2 separate regions of the Mus musculus genome follow, and region 2 is linked to region 1. A link is a contact called in public promoter capture Hi-C data. All regions are on one chromosome and are shown on one strand. Each heading gives the region's core, a stretch centred on a gene start, on an enhancer-like site or on the middle of the called end of the contact. The rest is flanking DNA. Distances are from core to core; before and after follow the strand shown.

Evidence for each region. Capture Hi-C pulls out chosen DNA fragments and counts their contacts.
Region 2: a contact with region 1 is called in a promoter capture Hi-C map of liver. The contact joins two enhancer-like sites. A contact is called at or near these places in 1 of 115 datasets of contacts at active chromatin or transcription factors (pancreatic cancer cells) and 4 of 9 other capture datasets (adipose tissue, embryonic stem cells, liver and 1 more).

What each region holds. Positions count from the first base shown.
Region 1 is chr17:31,439,429-31,447,124 of GRCm38.p6, reverse strand. Pde9a (phosphodiesterase 9A) reads right to left here. Exons shown (of 19, transcript NM_008804.4): 5 at 3,905-3,959; 6 at 3,217-3,287. Among named protein-coding and RNA genes, the nearest start is that of Gm9902, 8.2 kb to the right of the region's middle. Within about 2 kb of position 2,669, at least 18 of the 459 cell types and tissues checked have an H3K27ac peak or open chromatin away from gene starts, as enhancers often do. A contact at or near this core is called in liver, where this site is marked.
Region 2 is chr17:31,628,621-31,636,316 of GRCm38.p6, reverse strand. It overlaps Cbs (cystathionine beta-synthase), which reads left to right. Exons shown (of 17, transcript NM_144855.3): 2 at 3,163-3,489. The coding sequence starts at 3,290. Among named protein-coding and RNA genes, the nearest start is that of Cbs, 4.7 kb to the left of the region's middle. Within about 2 kb of position 4,951, at least 13 of the 459 cell types and tissues checked have an H3K27ac peak or open chromatin away from gene starts, as enhancers often do. A contact at or near this core is called in liver, where this site is marked.

The DNA of each region.
Region 1 (7,696 bases), core at 1,420-3,919:
TTGGTTTGTAAGTGGCTGGGATTAGAGGTGTGACCTGGTGTTCTGTTGTTCATCGCAGGCCCCCTTCAGTCCTCCTACTATCAGATCCTGTAGAAGGAAGCCATGTGCTCCATACTGTGATGTCTTCACAGACCATTGGACTCATGGCCTGACCCAAGTTTCATCCATTAGGGTCCTATGGTGGTTTGAATATGCTTGGCTCAGGGAATGGAACTATTTGGAGGTGTGTCACTTTGGGCGTGAGCTTTAAGACCCTCCTCCTAACCATGGGGGTAGGGTGAGGATGGGGGTGGGCAATGAAACCCTTGTCCTAGCTGCCTGGAAGCCACTCTTCTCCTGGCAGTCTTCAGATGAAGATGTAGAATTCTCAGCTCCTCTTATACCATGCCTGCCTGGATGCTGCCTTGCTCCCACCTGGATGATAATGGACTGAACCTCTGAACCTGTAAGTCAGCCCCAATTAAATGTTGTCCTTTTAAGAGTTGCCTTGCCAGGCTGTGGTGGTGCATGCCTTTAATCCTAGGCAGAGGCAGGCGGATTTCTGAGTTCGAGGCCAGCCTGGTCTACAGAGTGAGTTCCAGGACAGCCGAGGCTATACAGAGAAGTCCTGTCTCGGAAAAAAAAAAAAAAAAAAAGGAAAACCCTAGCTAAGACAGGTCCCCTGTCCCTCTAAGTTTGACCTACAGGTAGGCACAGATATTCCAAGCTAAAGTAGGAGTCGCCCTGAACCATTTTCCATGGCCAGTACCCTGGTGACACAGCCTACATAGGCCTTCTGACATGCTGGCCTGCAGAGTTACCTACTTTGGAATCATGGGAAATGCATGTGGACTTCAGAAGAGGGGAAATGCCTGCAGAGGACCGAGAGGGTGATGGAGTCCCCCTGGAACTGGAGTTACAGAGAGTTATGAGCTACGTGGATGGGTGTCTGGAAATCAAACCCAGGTCCTCTGGAACTGCAGCCAGTGTTCTTAATCGTGGGGCTGCCTCTCCAGCTCCAACTTCAGAAGGGGTTTCTGTGGGCTTCTGTACTTTGTTGCCTCCCCATAAAAATTATTTAAGAGTAAATTCCTAAGGGAGATGTTGGCTCTGTGGAAAACAATTTTACCTTCTTCAACACTAAGAACTCACAGGAACTGTGGACATACTCTCTCTCTCTCTCTCTCTCTCTCTCTCTCTCTCTCTCTCTCTCTCTCTCTCTTTCTCTCTCTCTCTCCTATCTGCAAAGCTAAGGGATGGACTTCACTCCAAGAGGGAATAGAGAGCTGCTTTTCAATGCTTTCTCCTGGGACTGCTCTTAAAGTTTGCCTCAGGCACAGTTCCTGAGTGACACCGAAAGACTGGTTCCAATTCAGTTCAGTATGGAAATTCTGGATTGTTTGCGTACCCTGGTACCTCTGTCTTCTGGCATCAGCTCTGGCTGCGGTCCACACTGGTGTTTAAGTCTTGGTGTCGGTCCAGGGCACGAGTACAAAGAGTAGATGGAGCAGGGATGCCCTGTGTCCCCACCACAACATACCAGGAAGGAAGTGAATAGCTCCAGGCAGGATAGGAGGCAAGGGCCAGGCTGTTCCATGGTTATGAAATCACCTTTGACCCTCCAGTAATCCCAGACTCCTTAAAAGCTAAACATTTACACAGAACGGGGGGAAAAAGTGCTGACAGTCACAGAGGAGAAACGTGTATTTGGTTTAAGGTCAAAGAGCAAGCAGGAAATTCCGTTCACTACAAGGTCAGTGTGGTGTGGGGGTTTACAGCTGGATGTCCCTAACCCTGAGACACAGATAACAGTTAATGACACCCAGATGGGCCTGCGTGTGCACACATGCTTTCCAGTGTGTCTATCCATGTCTTTGTGTATATGTTTGTGCCTGGTTGTGTGTCTATATGGAACAGTGACTCAAGGTGTCTTCCTGGCAGCCTGCCCAGCCACCCAGGGCCAGGATCCTGAGACTACCACTTGATTTAAACAAAAGATCCTTGGCAGATATTAGGTAAAGAACTTGCAATGGGAACATCCTTGATTCAAATGGCAGTGTCCTTACAAGAAACAGACAGGGCATGGACGACAGGATCAGGCGGCAGCCATACTAGCTAGGGAGTGGGAAGGACTAACGGAAGTCAGGTTAGAACGGACTCTCCCTCAGATCCCAGAGGAACCAGCCTTGCTGACACTTCCCAAGCTGGAGCGGTCAGCTTCCAGCACGTTGGAGTGGGCACTGCTGTGACTTACACATGCCTCCTGTGTGCCGTCCTTTGCTGGAGCGGTCACTAACTTTTCTGTGGCTCCTCACCATCCCCAGGTGGGACAAGATAGTCTTGAGGACCCAAAGACCAGCTGACTTGGGGAAAGCCAATGCATGCTGAGAGGTACACACAGGACGGTGGGAAACGTGTACCAGCTTATTCCGAAGAGCCAGGTCTTGTATGATAGAATTTTTTTTTTTTTAATGAGAAGCAATTAAAAAAAATCCCCCCACAAAAAAGCAGCATTTTGTCTTATGAACAGAGTCAGTCACATATGTTTCAGGGGTGCTGGTCTCCTGTTTAAATTTTGTTTACTCAGCCCAAGCTAACAAATCAGGTGCCCAGTTATCACCAGACTGAGCCTGACAGTGACAGAGAACCTGGCTGTGAAGCCGAGGGTGCAACACGGGCTCCATGGGCCTGTGGAGCAGAAGCATCGATCCTTCATCGATCCTGTCACGGCGGATGAGGTGACTTGAAGCTATTTCCCTCCCCAAACCTGGCTGGCTCTTTGGAAATGGAATGGAAACTGGACTTGACTCTCTCTTGCTTGTAGTGGTCAGAAACTGGGACCAAAATGTCACCTCTTCCACACTCTGCAGAAGCAAGCTGCACAGCCGTGTGAAGAGAAGAGAAGACCCCCGCCCCTCCCCCCCTCCTGCCTCATGGAGAGAGGAACAAGAGCTACAGCCCTGGCAGAGCTTCTACCGGGCCAGACAGAGGCCGTTGGGGTTTATGGGTTGTGTTCGGTGCACAAAGCTTCATACAAGCGGTGCTTTAACAGAAACGTGTGCTGAGATCTGCCCTTGGCCAGCCTCTGTCAAATCAGAGTGGCACACAGAAAGCTCGCATTTGCCTTCAGCAACGAACTGCTCACTGTTCTAAGTGGCTGATTCCAACAGAGGTTAAAAGACAACATAAGCAGAAAGGAAAAACAACAACAACAACAACAATAACAACTCCACTCACATTCCACCCGTTTCTCCAGCACGGCCAGGTGATTTGCAACTTCGGCTTTCAGCTCGTTGATCTTAAACGCTCTGGGGGCAAAAAGCAGGGAAAAAAGATAAAACACAAGACCCAGACCAGCAAATGTTTATAGGTCCCTGCCTGGGGTGAGGTCTCCAGGGAGCCTGGGGAGGGGACCAAGACAGCAGGAGGTGCTTTTAAAGAACGAATAATGTCTGGTGTTATTACTACTCTGTCCTGGGCTCTCAGAGTAGACTTAAGCTGGGTTGACCCATGCCTATGCCCTGCCCTGCCCAGTAAGGGCAGCTGTGGGGTGCGATGCCCCATGGTGGTTCAATCATTTGGTTCTAAGTGACAAGAACATACCATACAGAAGTCACTTTGGGAAACTGACAACGGAATTCTAGGGTGTTGGCAAACTAAAGGGAAGCCATCCACTCACATGACAGCATCTCAGTGGGAAACACCCCTTGGTAGAAGGGTGTTTTGTAGATAGCTCTGAGCCTTAGAAGAATGAAGGGGGATGTATTCGCCACCTCCAGAACTCATGTTCTACAAGCGGCCATTGGACAGGGTTTTGGGGATATGGTGAAGGTTTGCTAGGCTGGCTACAGAAACTACAGAGGGCTGACTGGCTAAGGGCCAGCTCCCGTGAGTCTGGAAAGGATGTACAGAGAGCATACGGTACCTGGAAAATTGTTCCGCCACCTGGGCCAGCACGCCCTGGATAAGTTCTTCTCGTTCTACAAACCGAAGAAGAGAAACCAATTGAGGCTGGCAGGACAGCCGTGGAGACAGGCAGGTGGCTAAGGGTACTACTATCCCTGTGTGAGCCACAGGTGCTACTGTGGAAGGATGTTTGGGCTGTCCATCACAGGTAGCAGGGCCTCCCTGGGTACCGGTTTCTCCTCTTCTCTGCTGCCTGCTTGTCCTGGTCCATGGCCAGTGGCCCCAGGGCTGATGTTCTCCAGACACTGCTACAGCTAGATAAGGCAGGCAGGCTTCGGGGGCTCTAAATATGGGCAGCGTTCTCACGGTGCTCGTTTTATGGGGACTATTAGCATGGCAGAGTGGGGTCAATGCGCCAGTGAGTGAAAACATGGTGTTCTCAGGATGGGCCTGCAGAGAGGAAGCGGGCTGGGTGGAGCAGGCCTGGCCTCTTCTGGCTAGCCCTGTAAAACTGGGCTGGGTGGTTGGTTTTACAAGGTTCAGGTCCCAGGCTGATCATAACTTGTCTCTTTCCTATTTCCTGACCAGCCCAGTTCTGGGACTTGCAGACGGTCATGACATCACCCTTTGAAGTGATTCTATCTGTGCTCTTGGGAAGGGGAGACCTTCGTGTCCCAGCTAAGCATTTGTTCATGGCCCCCAAACTCAGAGACTCTAGAAAGGAATTCATAGACTCTTCTTTGTTGGCCTGACGCTTAACTCTCACCAGCAACCAAAACGGAGCAAACCAACTTGTAGGAGTCTGGTCTCTCCTTTTGCTATGTGGATTTTGGCAACCAAACTCAGGTCTCTAGGCTTGTTGGCAAGTGCCTTTAACTACCAAGCCATCTTGTGGCCTCAGGATTTGTTAAATTAAATAAGATGTGTGTGCATTGTAGACTCATATTCTACTATTGATAATAAATCCAGCTCAGCACACCTTTAAATCCCAGGGAGAGTGGGGCAGGAGTTAGCAGGCCAGGTGGGTGAGAAGAGCAAGTTTAAGGTTAGCTTTAACTGCATAACAAGATCCTGTCTAAAATGGAAAGGAGAGGGAAAAACTAAATAATTATTTTAAATAATTATTTTAAAATGTTCATGTCTAGAGGCAGAGGCAGGAGGATCTACCCATGATAAGCCAGCCAGGATGACATAGCAAGACCTTGACTCTAAAAACAAAACAAAACAAAACAAAAACCAACAGAAGAAGTTAACATCTGTTATTAGACTTAAAAAGCGGTTTTTAGGGGCTAAAGAAATCTTTCGGAGGTTAGGAACACTTGCTGTTCCCGCAGAGGACCAGGGTCTGATTCTTAGCACCACACAGAGGCCCACAGTCAACCAGCTACACAAACCTCCAGTCCCAGGGGATCGCATGCCCCTTCTGATCTCCACAGGTATGAGGCAGGTACACAGTACAGAGACAAGCACATACACATTAAACAAACCTTAAAAGCTTCATTCAAATGATCTTTGAAAAGTAACATAGAAAGCTTCCATTTTTTTCAAACATGTTGGGAGGGAAACTTCCAGAACACTAACAATAGTTATCTTTTGTTTATGAGATTCCATTTTGCTATTTTTGATGTCTCAGAGAACCCTTATTTTCTACCACGAACGTATATATTAATTTTACAATGAGAAAGAAGTGTTTTCCCCCTCACATCTTGGTCACCTTCAGTCTAAGGAACAGAACATGATCGGCACCAGAAGTCTCCTTGGGCTCCCTTAGTCGCCGCCCCTCCCCAGGCCACCTCTGTCCTGATCTAAGCAGATGCCGGCTCATGGGCTTCACGGGAATGCAGGGGTGCCGTGCATGTCCTCCCGTGTCTAACTGCTGTCTTAGTCTACTGCGGAGACTGGGTTGCATCGGTGCCCCATAGCAAGAACCTGCCATGAAGGTACATCGATCGTCACCAGGCTCATGACCCTAAAAACTCCAAAATTAGCAAGTCCGGTCATCAGCCGTGAGAATACCATTTCAAGCAGCACAGGGCTAGGCGACACTGTGCTGGCACATGCAGATGGCATGGAGTCCCTTAAGGAAGTTCTGCGGTTGGGGCTGGATGGTATAGCCTGCTATGTGAACCCCGGAAGATGCTTCCGTGTGCGGACACCACACTCCATCTCCGTGCGTCTTCAACAACAAGCTGTTGTAACACCCCCTCCTATGGACATTCAACATGACAGGAGCACTGGCCTGGTCTGATCTATTTCCGGGCGCTTTGTGTTCCCTTCCTACCTTGCTTTTGGCAGGATTTGCTAAGTAGTCCAGGCTGGCCTCTGACTTGGGCTATCTTTATACTGCAGCCTCCCATATGATAGGAGCACGGGTTTCAGCCATTATGCCTCCCCTTCCCCCCCCTTTCCTCCCCTCCCCTCCTCTCCCCTCCCCTCTCCCCTCCCCTCCCTTCCTCTTCTACCCTCCCTTCCTCTCTACCCTTTCCTATCTTCTCCCCTCCCTTCTTCCCTTTCTCTCCTCTCCTCTCCTCTCCTCTCCTCTCCTCTCCTCTCCTCTCCTCTCCTCTCCTCTCCTCTCCTCTCCTCTCCTCTCCTCTCCTCTCCTCCCCTCCCCTCCCCTCCCCTCCCCTCCCCTCCCCTCCTCTCCTTTCCCTTTTTTCCTTCCTAAAATATATTTGCTAGTGTTTATTCACTGGACACAATAAAAACAAAAAACCAAAAACCCAAATCAATCAATCAGTGGTTCTCAACTTCTGGGTCACTAACGACCCTTTCACAGGGGTCGCCTAAGATCACAGTAGTGAAATTACAGCTGGGAAGCAGCAAAGGGATAATTCTATAGTTGGAGGTCACAACATCGTGAAGAATTGTATTGTAGGGTCTCAGCATTAGGAAGGTTGAACCTCTGGCCTAGATCAACCTGTTAAGCCTTCTCTATTTTACTGTGTATAGGCTGGTCTTCTGGTGTCTCGTGACCTTACACTCCCTGTGGGTTCACTTTGAATGCAGGTTCAGTCACCCCAACCCAGCTTCCGGTTGTCTGCCTCCCATCTACCCAGGTGTCAACCCAGATGTCTGCCTTAAACCACTTCCTCCAGCTGACCACCGCCCTCTGGGCAGCTAGATACAGCCTACCTGACTCACCTGCTGCCCCACACCTGGCACACAATGTGCAGCCCTATGCTATGGTAACCATTTCGCCAACACTGGGACCTTTCAGAACTCATGTCTGCTTGCTTTAAATCACCAATTATAATTCCCCAGGAGGAACCCCATGCAGTAATTCTCAGGACACAATAAAGGCATTCACCTACAGGTCACAATAAAGGCATTCACCTACAGGTCACAATAATGGCATTCACCTACAGGTCAAAATAAAGGCACTCACCTACAGGTCACAATAAAGGCACTCACCTACAGGTCACAATAAAGGCACTCACCTACAGGTCACCTTCTGTCTTTGTTCTTATGCTGCTGGCTTCTCTGTATGGCCTACAGTCACCTGTCTATCATAAATAATGGCATCTTTGCCTCAAGCTTGTGTCTCCTAATCATCCAAAAGGGTGCTCCCTACCTAAGACCCAGAACATTTCAAGCGAGTGGGTGTAGATAACCCATGGCCACCTGACTTCACATCCTGTAAGAAGAAAAGTCGTGGCTCAGCTGTTAAGAGCACCGACTGTGGGCTGGTGAGATGGCTCAGTGGTTAAGAGCACCGACTGTTCTTCCGAAGGTCCTGAGTTCAAATCCCAGCAACCACATGGTGGCTCACAACCATCTGTAACAAGATCTGACGCCCTCTTCTGGAGTG
Region 2 (7,696 bases), core at 3,702-6,201, 190 kb before region 1:
GCGCCTGCCATGGGTTTTGGAGAGTTCTACAGCCCGGGTCGCCTAGCAAGAGGACTTTTTAGAGGGCTCTTTTGTTTGTTTGTTTGCTTGTTTGCTTGCTTGCTTGTTTTTCGAGACAGGGTTTCTCTGAATAGCCCTGGCACTCACTTTGTAGACCAGGCTGGCCTCGCCTCGAACTCAGAAATCCACCTGCCTCTGCCTCCGGAGTGCGAGTGCTGAGATTAAGGCGTGCGCCACCTCTCCCGGTTTAGAGAGGGCTCTTGAACCTAAGGAGAGAAGCACCTGTCTAGGCCACCGCCTGGGCGCATGCGTTTTGATGTTAGTTGCTCCTCCCCCACCAAGGGAATGAATAAGATGGGCCAGTGCCAGGTAGGCTCCTGACGTCATTTTAGAGTGCTAGATCACATCTAGAATACTTAGAACACCTAGTTGTTCATGTTAGGCAAACAGAAGTTTGGGGATATGGAGAGATGGCTCAGTGGTTAAGAGCCCTTGGAGTTCTTGCAGAAGCCACTAGTGGCTCACAATCATCTGTACCTACATTTCCAGGGGATCTGACTCTCTCTTCTAGCCTCCAAGAGCAGCAGGCACACACACGCGGTGCACATACATACATGCAAGCAAAACATCCCCATACATATTAGTAAATCTAAAAGATGTATTTATTTATTGGTTGGTTGGTTGTTTGAGACAGGATCTCTACATAGCCCTGGCTGTCCTGGAACTTACTAGGTAGACTAAGCTGGCCTTGAACTCATAAAGAGTCACCTGCCTCTGCCTCCTAGGCTGGGATTAAAGGTATGCACAATGACACCCAGCTTTAAAATAAAATTTTTTTCAAGCTGTGATGCCTCATTCTTCATGGAATAACAAGAAAATGTGTACATGTTGTGTGCACACACATTTTTTTCTTGGCACTGGGCCTGGCACTTGACAACTGCCATATCTCCTCCCACCAAGCTACACATCCAACCGCTAAATAACTTTAATCTGCAATTTAGTCTGATGTGCAAAAATGGCCAACATGGAGGGGGTGCCTTTCCACTTTGTCCACAGAATTGTGCAACTTCTGTTGTCTATACAAGGCTTTGGCTTGTGTTAAATGTCACTTCGACACAGGTTAGAATCATCCGAGAAGGGGTCTCAACAGACAGACTGCCTAGATCTCATTGGCCCGGGGGCCATGTCTGTAGAAAATTGACTTGCTCATTAATTGATGCGGAAGTAGCCAGTCCTGTGGGCTGCACTCTTCTCTAGGCAGGGAGTCCTGAACAGTGTAAGCTCGGGGAAGGCTAGACAGAGGAGGCAGCATGGGTTCCTTTCTTTCTCTTGGTGTTAACTGTGGAAACAATGTGACCAGCTGCCTTCCTGAGCTACAGTTCCTTCCCTCACTTCCTGGAACTGTAATTGAAATAAATCCTTTCTCCCCGCAGTTGCTTTTGGTCAGTATGTTTGTTGTTGTTGTTATTGTTGTTTTAATCACAACTACAGAATGAAAAATAGGACCAGACTCATATTTTTTAAAGATTTATTTATTTATTTATTTATTTATTTATTTATTTATTTATTATATGTAAGTACACTGTAGCTGTCTTCAGACACTCCAGAAGAGGAGTCAGATCTCGTTAAGGATAGTTGTGAGCCACCATGTGGTTGCTGGGATTTCAACTCAGGACCTTCGGAAGAGCAGTTGGTGTTCTTACCTGCTGAGCCATCTCACCAGCCCCCAGACTCATGTTTTTTCATCATCTCCAAAGTCCCTGTGCATTCAACAATTACTGTCTCTGTTGGCATTTTATCTAGGCTCCACCCCACCTTACCTGACAACAGCCAGGTGTGCCTGACTCACTATAAAAGGAGCTGCTGGGGCCCCTCCTTTCTCTTGCTCTTCTCTTCCCTCTCTACCCCCTCCTTCCCCTTCCCCCCCCCCATGTGCTCATGGCTGGCCTCTACTCCTCTACTTTCTCCCCTCCCTTCTTTGTCTTTACTACCCCCTCAAGTCCCCTCCCTATACCCTAAATAAACTCTATTCTATACTATACCATCATGTGGCTGGTCCCTCAGGGGGAAGGGATGCCTCAGCATGGGCTCGCAGAGGCACCCTCTTCCCCCACATCATACCGTGCCTCTACCAAACATATCTCTGGCTTCTTTTTTGATAAAACACAACCATCTCTCCTGCCTTTCTTCAGTGTCCTCTCACTGTATTCCTATTGGCTTACCTGTTCTGGGTCCCTCACGGATGTGAAAACATAGGACAGTTGATTATTCTGTGCACTTTGTATAAATGACATCTCAGGTATGATTGGCTCCTTTCATTGAACACTCTGTCCATCCCTTAAAAAAAAGGTTGATTTATCTGTGTGTATGTCTGAGTACAGATCTCCAGTGCTCATGATTGTAAAGCGAGCACTTTCGATTGCTGAGCCATCTCTACAGCCCCCATCTGTTTCTCTCTTTTTTTTTTTTTTTTGAGTTATGAAAATACATGGTTTTTTTTTTTAATTAGGTATTTTCCTCGTTTACATTTTCAATGCTATCCCAAAGGTCCCCCATACCCACCCCCCCCAATCCCTTACCCACCCACTCCCCCTTTTTGGCCCTGGCGTTCCCCTGTACTGGGGCATATAAAGTTTGCAAGTCCAATGGGCCTCTATTTGCAGTGATGGCCGACTAGGCCATCTTTTGATACATATGCAGCTAAAGACAAGAGCTCTCGGGTACTGGTTAGTTCATATTGTTGTTCCACCTATAGGGTTGCAGTTCCCTTTAGCTCCTTGGGTAATTTCTCTAGCTCCTCCATTGGGGGCCGTGTGATCCATCCAATAGCTGACTGTGATCATCCACTTCTGTGTTTTCTAGGCCCTGGCATAGTCTCACAAGAGAGAGCTATATCTGGGTCCTTTCAGCAAAATCTTGCTAGTCCATCTGTTTCTCTTTGTGGCTGGATAGTATTCTGTCGCATGGACGGGACACATTTTTGTACCTCCATTCATCAGTGACTTAGGATAATAGTCACCTTTTGGCTGAGACAGCCATGAGAATGGGCATTGTAAACATCCATTTTTGTGTGTTTTGGATCTCTGCCTTGGGATTCAATTGCTGCGTCAGATGGTAGTTTATGTTTAACCTTCTGAAAGGAACCCAAACCATTTCCCACAGCAGCTGGAACCTGCTCCTTTTCTCCCATCCTTGCTGAGTTTGTTTGAGTGGAGCCAACACTCCCAGAGGGGACTCAAGAGCCAACGACTTAACACGACAGGTCTTCGCTCCCTCTGAAAATCCCAGCATGCCTTCAGGGACATCCCAGTGTGAAGATGGCTCTGCTGGGGGCTTCCAGCACTTGGACATGCACTCAGAAAAGAGACAACTGGAGAAGGGCCCCTCAGGGGACAAGGATCGAGTCTGGATCCGGCCTGATACCCCAAGCAGATGTACCTGGCAGCTGGGCAGGGCCATGGCGGACTCCCCACATTATCACACAGTGCTGTAAGTCTCTGTCTATGATCCCAAGATGGTGGGTTTATTTCCTTGGGTGGGGGAGGGGTGTGGAGGCCATACCTATAATTACTGTGGGGGCGGGGCAGGGGTAGCAACTGTGAAGGCAAAGCTAAGAAAGGTGATTCTTTGGTACTGCAGCTTACATATACTGGTGTTTGGCTCTGGTGGGCTTCTTTTATGGTTGGGCAAAGACTGTCCTTAGCACTGATAGATAATAGGAACCATCCCCCCTTTTTTTGGGGGGGGGGTGTGTTGAGACAGGGTTTCTCTGCGTAGCCCTGGCTGTCCTGGAACTCACTGTGTAGACCAGGCTGGTCTTGAACTCAGAAATCCATCTGCCTCTGCCTCCCAAGTGCTGAGATTTAAGGCATGCACCACCACGCTATAGAAGCCATTCCATGTACATTCAGTCGGTAGTTGGCTTAGGAACATGCACAGTGTCCCACCCTGTTCTAAAGCACCCAGGTTGGAGCCCTGCACGTTCCCACCCTGTTGTAAAAAGCTTTTAGGATTGTCTTCATTGCCTTAGTCTAATGTCTTCAAGATCAAACAAGTAGGTGAAAGCATTTGTGTTTTACATCCTTGAAGTCCGGTTCCCTGTGCGTGGCCACTAGCATTTACTGTTATTGGTTCAGAGAAGTCTGGAGACAGGTGGGAGCACTCAGATGAATTCTTGCCAGGACGACACAGCAGGGGGTAAGAGCCCTGTGGCTCCACCCCACCCCCACCACACCCCCCAAGGGCTCCCAAGAGCCTGGGAACTGCTTGTTCAAAGATGTGTGCATGCTACACACATCAGCCTTAAGGGCAGGTTTGTCCTCAGCTGATCAGCCCTGCTTTGGTAGAAGTCATTGGAAGCACAGAGAGGGACCCCTAGGGAAGGCTCCTGCACTCCATGGGGAGGCGCTGGCTCAGGGCACTGGTATGGGGGCAGATATGGACACAAGGAAAGATGGGACGGGTTGATGAGGGCAAGACAAACCAGCCACTTCCAGAGGCTCTTGATGTGGTTGGTGGCTGTAGAGTGAGGAACAGGTAGGCTTCAGGCAGCTCTGTCGAGGAAATGGGGTTTCTGAGGTCCCGTAGAGCTGCCCTTCTGTGCTGGCAAAGTACGGGCAGTTGATTAGAACCATCACCTGAACAAACACCTGATAACTTTCAGAGTGAGCACACCTGACCCTGTATCCTAAAGCTGTCCCTGCCTGGCCTCCCTGGGGTTCAGGTCAAGCGATCTTGGCCTTGGCTCAGCCTATCCTCACTTTCCTGAGTCCAACCAAGGACAGCAGGGAAGGGAATTCGTCCAGCTCTTCCCCAGGATGTGACTCTGCCTCTCTGGAAGACCTGGTTGAGTCCAACTTGTTGCTGCCTGTTGGTGGTGGTGGTGGTGGTGGGGGGGGGGGGGCTCAGACAGCTTCTCCTTCCACCCTGGCACTTCAGGTTCTTAACTCCTCCCCTGACCGGGGGCCAAAGGTGACCGAGGCTTCTATTTCATCAGTTTGGCTCCAGTGTGAGAAGCCTAGGGCAGGGAAGGCAGGAAGCCAGGGACCAGCATCCTGGCAAAACCTTGAAGTCTTGCTGTGGGGCGCAGATCCCTAAGCAGGGTTGATGAGTTCAACCCAGGATGGGAGTGTGTGGGTGTGCAGCCACTCTGGAGCCTGCGGATAGAGAGCCATGGAGAGACTGCTCTGGAAACCGTACTGGTGACACTGTGCTATCATTGAAATGCTGCAGAGCAGCCCTGCAGCCACAAGCTTGACCTGTCACAGGCTTGTAGCCCTGGGCCTTTTGTTTCTTGGCATCACTTCTGCCTTGCTGGCCCAATAATGCCAGGCTTCTGGGGACTCTGGGAGCATGATACCCGAGGACCTACCCCTGCGAGGGAGGCACTTCAGTTATTCAGAGACCTGAATGGAAAGCAATTGGGGTATTCTGGAGTCTGAGGGATCAGAGGGTTAAATTTTCCAAGCAAGATAGGCTGGGTCTATTGTCTCCAAGTCAGGGTTTGTTTGTTATTGAGGTGAGATCTTGTTTTAGACCCTAGATTGGCCTGGGTCATGAACTTAGAGCAATCCTCCTGCCTCAGCCTCCCCAAGTACTAGGATTACAGGCATATGGTACCATGCCTGGCTGTTTGTAGTTTGAGACAGTGGCTTGCTGTTGTGGGAAATAGCATCCTGAAGACTGGCAGCATGAGCAATCAAAGAATTTACCAGGGATCAAAAGAGAAGAAGACAGAATTTACTAAGATGTGTTATCTGTAGCAGGTGAATTCCCAGAGAGAGACCGTGAGGCTGAGAGGGAGCAAGATCTGGGTAGGGATGTTCCAGGCAGGGACTCAATGTATCCCCGGGCTAGCTTCAAACTTACTATGTAGCAAGAATGACCTGGAAACCAGATTCTCCAGTCTCTGTGTCCTAAGGGCTGGAATTACAGTGTACCATTTTGCCTGCCGAGAGTTCCCCTGTAAATTAGGGAGAAGTTACATCATGCCTTGGTTAGGGTTTTACTACTGTGAACAGACACCATGACCAAGGCAACTTTATGTTTGTTTGTTTGTTTGTTTTGTTTTTGTATTTCAAGACAGGGTTTCTCTGTATAGCTCTCTCTGTAGACCAGGCTGGCCTCGAATTCAGAAATCCACCTGCCTCTGCCTCCCAAGTGCTAGGATTAAAGGTGTGCGCCACCACTGCCCGGCATCCAAGGCAACTCTTATAAGGACAACATTTAACTGGGGTTGGCTTACAGGTTCAGAGGTTTAGATCATTATCATCAAGGCAGGGACTTGGTAGCATCCAGGCAGGCTTGGTACAGGAGGACTTAAGAGTTCTACATCTTCTGAAGGCTGCTAGGAAAAGACTGACTTACAGGCAGCTGGGATGAGGGTCTTAAAGCCCATGCCCAACCGGGCCACACCTCCTAAGAGTGCCACTCCCTGGGCCGAGCATTTATAAACTCAGGGGCCCTCTATGCTGGTTCTGCATTTGCATATGTAGACAGAATGCCACTATCTCCTTAAGTAATTTTATAGCACGTCTTTCTTTCTTTTTTTAAAATGCCTTTTGCGACTTTTGTGTCTATTATTATTATTATTATTATTATATGTAAGTACACTGTAGCTGTCTTCAGACACCCCCAGAAGAGGGCATCAGATCTGAGCCATCTCTCCTGCCCATGACACGTCTTTCTTGAGAGTAGCCATTCCTTCAGGTAGCACAGCTCATTAGGAGTTAGCTGAAGGTGACGTAACCATAGGGTGAGGCCTGGCCTGGGGTCATGAGCATTAGGCCCCTCATGTCAATGTAAGATGTCATTATGTCACCAGGACCCAGATTCCAAGCAGTCACACCTGTTATTAGAACAATCGGAATTTGTTTGTTTCTTTTTTAAAAAGATTTATTTATTTATTTAATGTATATGAGTACACTATAGCTCTCTTCAGACACACCAGAGAGGACATAATATCCCATTACAGATAGTTGTGAACCACCATGTGGTTGCTAGGAATTGAACTCAGGACCTCTGGAAGAGCAGTCAGTGTTCTTAACCACTGAGCCATCTCTCCAGCCCACAAGCAGAGTTTTGACCTTTATCTCTACATGTTCCTTCTGACAGATTAGCAAGGCCAAGTCATTATTGGGGGCCGGGGGGGGGGGTTGCGGATGATGTATGGATAGTCTACATCACTCATCAATCATATGGTGACAAGGTTGAAAGTCGAGGAAGAGTGACATTTGAGCGAGAGGAGGAGGAGATGGTGGGATCCCTAGCGGTGGGAGACAGCACAAGTGGATGGCAATGGGTGTCCCTAAGATAGTCTCATCTGGAGTGAACAGAGGCTGAAAACACAAAGCAGAATTCAAAGAACAAGAGAGGGACTTTGGGGTCCATTGGTATAATGAATGCGTGACACTGTTGAGGAGTCTCCGGGGGTTTTTTTGTTTTTGTTTTGTTTTTGGCCCATTTGGCCCAGAGTAGAGTATGATGCTCTGTGACCCAGTCTGGGAGGGAATGGCCAGTGCCTTTCTTGTAGAACCATTTGAAGCGTAATAAAAGGAATTTTGGAGGAAACTAACCAAACTAGATGTTGAAGAGGTGTCTTAGTTGGGGTTTTACTGCTGAGAAGAGACACCATGACCATTTAATTGGAGCTGCCTTACAGTCTCGGAGGGTTAGCCCATTATCGTCATAGCAGGGA